Linked DNA regions of Anas platyrhynchos: region 2 is linked to region 1. A link is a contact called in public Hi-C data. All regions are on one chromosome and are shown on one strand. Each heading gives the region's core, a stretch centred on a gene start, on an enhancer-like site or on the middle of the called end of the contact. The rest is flanking DNA. Distances are from core to core; before and after follow the strand shown.

The links. A called contact is a pair of places that touch in the nucleus more often than the background predicts.
Region 2: a contact with region 1 is called in a Hi-C map of subcutaneous adipose tissue, with 2.8 times the contacts expected there. The contact joins the promoter of NID1 here to the enhancer-like site in region 1. A contact is called at or near these places in 6 of 8 Hi-C or Micro-C datasets (F1 follicle, F5 follicle, liver and 3 more).

What each region holds. Positions count from the first base shown.
Region 1 is chr3:27,290,024-27,292,723 of IASCAAS_PekinDuck_T2T, forward strand. No RefSeq gene overlaps it. Among named protein-coding and RNA genes, the nearest start is that of NID1, 45 kb to the right of the region's middle. Within about 2 kb of position 1,383, at least 2 of the 8 cell types and tissues checked have an H3K27ac peak or open chromatin away from gene starts, as enhancers often do. A contact at or near this core is called in subcutaneous adipose tissue, where this site is marked.
Region 2 is chr3:27,335,305-27,338,004 of IASCAAS_PekinDuck_T2T, forward strand. It overlaps NID1 (nidogen 1), which reads right to left and starts at 1,277. Exons shown (of 19, transcript XM_027453766.3): 1 at 1,005-1,277. The coding sequence starts at 1,238.

The DNA of each region.
Region 1 (2,700 bases), core at 133-2,632:
AACAAAAAAAAAAAAAAGCTGTGTGGTTTGCCAGTTCTCCATAAGTCCTCATGTTTGAAAGGACAACATGCTTCTCAGATACATGATTAAAGTGCAATCACTTAAAAATACATGAGATGCATCTACTCAATGGTTAACAACCACTAATCCACCTCTAATACACCACATGAGAAAATCTCATGCTTACAAACACATCATCAGGTTGCAGGCTTACAGGTTGCCTGGAGAAGTGGATGCCCCATCCCTGGAGATGTTCAAGGGAAGGCTGGATGGGGCTTTGGGCAACCTGGTCTAGTGGGAGGTGTCTCTGAAGCTTGGGGACAGACCAGTGATTTATAGCTTGGGCTCTTTTCTGCCGTCTGCTCAGGTTTCTCCTCTGCATAAAGCAGGGAAGAGAGGCGAGGAGAACAGAACCTTGTGCTCTTGAGTTTCGTGTTCAAGCAGAATTGGATGTGGGATCTCACATTTAGCCTGCAGTGCCCAAAGAGAGTGCTGTGGTCAGTGGGAAATTCTGGTACTAGGAGAAGAGACTTAAAAGGTTTCTAACATCTGCTGTAACTCAGTGATTCTGTGGCTTCATCTCCCTTGCCCTACCCCCTGCAGTGTACTGACCACAACGGCATTACAACCTTCATGCTAATTGCTCCTCCCACCTCCCAAGCTTCCCACACATCACCATCCACTGCCTCCGAATCTGTCTCTCCTTCAGTTGCCTGTCACCACAGTTGTGCTTTCTCCATAACTCCACACTCAGCTCCTGGGAAGATTTCCATTGCCATCCCCAGCACTGCTACACAAGTTCCTGGGTCCAACCCGCAGCTGCCACAATGCACGCCCCACCACCATCTGTACTCTCCTGTTGCAGGCCCTGCGTTACACAACTACCCTGTTTGCCCTGTGTGTGTTCCAGATACCCCACTGTGCAGGAAACACTGCCTGCCCAGAGCAAAGGGACCACAAACTGAATTGGCTTTGGTGCATTCTTAAAACAAAGAAGCCAGAGGCTGAAATACACCGTTTGGGTAATTGCGAGACTAGCAGCTTTCTGCCATTCATCAACTCCAGAATCCTCCCCCCCAAAAGAGGAGCAGCAAATGTTACTGCAGCTCCTCCTGCTTTGCCACAAAGCAGCAGGAAGCCCACTCACTGCGCTGCCAGCTGAACATCTTGTTAGTTAAGCAAAGCTCCAGAGTCCTCAATATTTATATTTGTAGGAAAAAAATATTCACATCTTTCCCCTATTTTAATGACAGACTATCCTTAACTCATTTGTCGGATAAAGGACAGATTTCATATGCAGCAGAATTTAAATCAAGGAGGTGACTCAGTCTCTTAATGAACAAACTGCTGCCAGATCCCCAGTTGGGGATTTGGATACTGGACATAATATTCAGTACTTACAGACAGACCAAGCAGGGGGTGTCTCACAACTGTATTCTCTATAACCATGTGTTTCACAACCTGTTTTTTTCTTCAGCAAGATCTCCAAGCAATACACTGGGAAATCCTACACAAGAAATGGTTCCCATTTAACCATAGGTTAAACTGATGCATTGTGACACTGTCATCGAGGGGCCCTTATTCCCCACTAATCATCTGTCATTCTTAATTATATGCCCACAAGTTAAAAATGTAATATGTTGTGACAAAATTGTGCAGCTGGAGAACTGCACAGTAAGCAGTTTGCCAGCTTGGAACAATACTGGACAGGATGTTGGGTTTCAGCAAGCCACACTGCTTTAAACATGAGGAAAGAGTTCTTCAGAGGTTAACAAGTGAGTAACTTCTTTTTACACTTTTTTACACTCCCTTCAGATGCAAAGGTGGCTGAACCACCCCGTCAGTTCATCAGGGAGTCAATACTACTTTCAGCTTGCAACTTTTTACATCATTGCTAAACACTACTAATGGTGTCACCATTTAATATCTTGTGTGTCATAGAAGATCTGAAGAGAAGCATTTCAAAAAATTACCTCTGCAGAAGTCTGTAGTATTTTGTCTTTCATTCAACCACTGAAGGAGTTGTTCACCTTCCCAGAAAAACTTGTGAATTTCTGTTTTTTGTAGCCAATGTGAATTGTAATTACACGTAATAATTTCTTCAAACACCACAGCAAGACTGACATGATTACCAACCCCAGCTTTTTATAACTTATTTTTTATAATAACTTATTTTTAATAATTAAAGAAATCCCATTTTCCAATACCTTTTAAACCCAAAGCACAGTGTAAAATATAACTGAAATATGCTTGTGCCTGAGCAAGACTACAACAGTCAGACGCTAATAAACAGCAATCAGGATAGGAACCAGGTAAATGAATTAGATCTGGGTCAGCATGAGAAAGCCCCATGTTATAAAAAGATGCCATTAACTGTCTATGCTTTGAGAGACAAAACAGAAAAATCACATCTGCTATGTTGCATTCAAAATACTTGTGAACATCTAACTAAAAAATATGATAGACACAAGACAGATCCCCTGAAATGGCCAATACCAAATCTCAAAGCTTGAGATTCTTCCCCCGACTGTAACTAAAATGAGGAACTCAATACCACAGAACACTTCAGAGGCCAAAGATTTAGCAAGATTCAATGAGAACGCAAACATTTAAAGGAATAAAGAAATGTCAGTGTCATGACCCAGAGCACACTCCCACCACTAGCAGTTCAGCTGCTTGCACAAGGCCAGCTGGCTGTCA
Region 2 (2,700 bases), core at 27-2,526, 45 kb after region 1:
TATATTTTGATACCATGTGTTAATTTAAAAGCTTGGCAATATTTACTATCCACTATATATCTGAGTAAATTTTGCTTACCAAATAACATCAGAGCTTGTACGGACTCCCTGCCAACGTACAATAAATGGGTACCTTGTGAAGGTGCATTTAAGACTGCTCAGTACATTCCTTTAATGCATATACTTTGTTCCCATACACTTTGTGCCATGCTTCTGTTTCACAATCCTTGTGACAGACTAAATGCAACACAAAAACCTCTTGGTATTAGGTAGACTGATATCAAACACCATTTATTACCAGACTTGGCCAATCTGAGAATTGCCTTCCTTGCTAACCAGGCTTGAAGAAGCCCTAGGATTGATTCTGGAAGTGCCTCTACATTTTCCAAGACAAGCACTAGCCTCAAATCACTGTGGTTTTATGGCACGGGCCAGTAATGAGAGCATTAAGCTTGAGAAACCTCGTGGTGCTACCCAACCTACTGTCCCCCTCCGTCCCTTATCGGGCACGTTACTCGCTATCTCGCCCCTCAGTGCCAGGACACACAGCCCGCTATCTGGCAAGGCTCTGTCTGTGCCTCTAAAAGGGCATTTCTGACTTGGGCTGGCTAATCAGTGACCAGGCACAAGACAAGACAATGACCGAAAGGCTCAAACTGACGGCTGGGCTAATTCACCTACAGGGGAATTATCTCTGCCTGCCTCTTCACACGTAGACATCCCTCAGAATTTTGACTTTCTGCTGGGATTTCGGGACTTCAATAGGTAGGGACATTGAGGACAAGGAGCACGGCTGCGGCGCTCCCCAGCACGGGGGAGCCACACCGCACACCTGCAGCCGCAGCCCGAAAGGCACCGCCAGGTGCGAAGCTTCCCAAGCAGCTCCGCGGAGATGCGCCCCAGCAGCCACCCCTTCAGCACGTCAATTTCTGTGCCCAGCGAGCTGGGCTGCACCCTAAAACTCCACACCCCGCCGCCGGGCTCCCCCCGCACCCCGCACTCACGTGTAGGGCGCGCACGGCCGCCCCATAGAAGCGCAGCGCCCGCCTCAGCTCCAGCGCCGCCGAGCGCGAGTCGTCGCCGTGCTGCAGCGCCGCGTCGCCGTGCCCCGGGCCGTGAGGCAGCAGCAGCGGCTCGGCACGGGGCTGGGGCTGCGGGGCTGGGGCGAGAAGGAGCGGGGTGGGCAGCGCCATGGCCGCGGCCAGGGCCAGCAGCGCGCAGGGCGGTGCAGGACCCATGGCTGGCGGCTGTGAGGGAGGCTGTGGCGGCGCGGCCCCGCCGCTATAAGCGCGGGCAGCGGGCGGGGCGGGGGCAGGGGGCGGGCTGAGGGCTGAGGCGGGGAGAAGCGGTGTGAGGGGGGACGGAGGGAGCGCTGTGTGGGGGCTGCTCGACGGCGGGGGGTTATCGGCAGGGGGAAATGGTGATGATAACCCAAAAATACGCCCAAAGGTCTTTCGTGAAGTCATCCTGTCAACGCCAGAGCGTCACCGGCTGTGAAGTAAACCCCACGGAGCAGCCTGGAAAAGGAACTTCGCTGAGGATGAGGTGCATAGGAATCTATGTGCAGAGCAGCAAACAGCCCGAGTACACCTTCCTACTTCTCTGCCTCGTCCTGCCAGCAGGAAACACCCAGAATCAGCTGAAGAATGGATAAATTTCATATTTTTTCCTAAGGGTTCCAGGCAAAGACATTTATAGAAAACACAAGTGTTTTAAATCTTTAATTAAATCTTTAAATCTTCAAGTTAAAACTTTAATCATTAATTCAAATTAAGTAATTTGAATTGAATTGTTAATAATTAATTCAAATTAAATCTTTAAATCGTTAAATCTTGTCCAGAGAAGCGTATGCTGTGCTATTTCTACGGAATGCCTATAGCAGAGAATCGCCTGAGGGGAGGCAGCTGAAACCCTACTCACATGCCTTTTACATGACTTCTTACTTGTCTCTAAACACCTGCTCCTTCCAGTTCTCTCCTTTTCCCCAGTCAGTCTCATCCGATTTCACCCGTTTTTGGTAAGAAAGTACCGTTCGCATTTGGTGAGTTACAAGAGCACAAGACACTTGGCGAAGTGCTATAACCATGCCTTCCTAAAAGGTAGAAATACATTTGGGTATGTAACGAACATTATTATCGTTAGCAACCCTGTCCACCTGATTTCTACATTTCAGCAAAAGCAGCCACTGAGACACACGTAGCCTGGAGGTCTGGGAAGAGAAGCCCTCCCTCCACACAACCCAGCTCACTTTGTACTTTCACCTGCACCTTCTCCCCATATTTTCACAGCCCATTAAACAGTAACCAGTAACAGCAACAGCTCCTTGCCCATGTTAAGTGTGCACACTCAAACATGATGGAATGCCTTCACCAAAAACCACCCTTTCTTTCTAACCTCCTCTATTCAGCATAAGACTACTTCCAAGCCTACAGAAGGTAAGGACAAGATGTGTTTGTGGAACACAGCTCCACAACAAAGAGAAAACCTAAATCAAACCATAAAACACCCCCATATATACACTCACAACATAAAAATGTCATTTCTGTTAAGCTTGAAGTTTTCCATAGCCACATTCTTTGACACGAAAGTCAACCTGAGCCAGAGAAAGATAAAAGCATATACGTGTATATGAAAAAAAAATCTGAGGATAACATTTTCCTGCCAGATCTCTATGATTTCCTAGTACTACATCCAGAATTT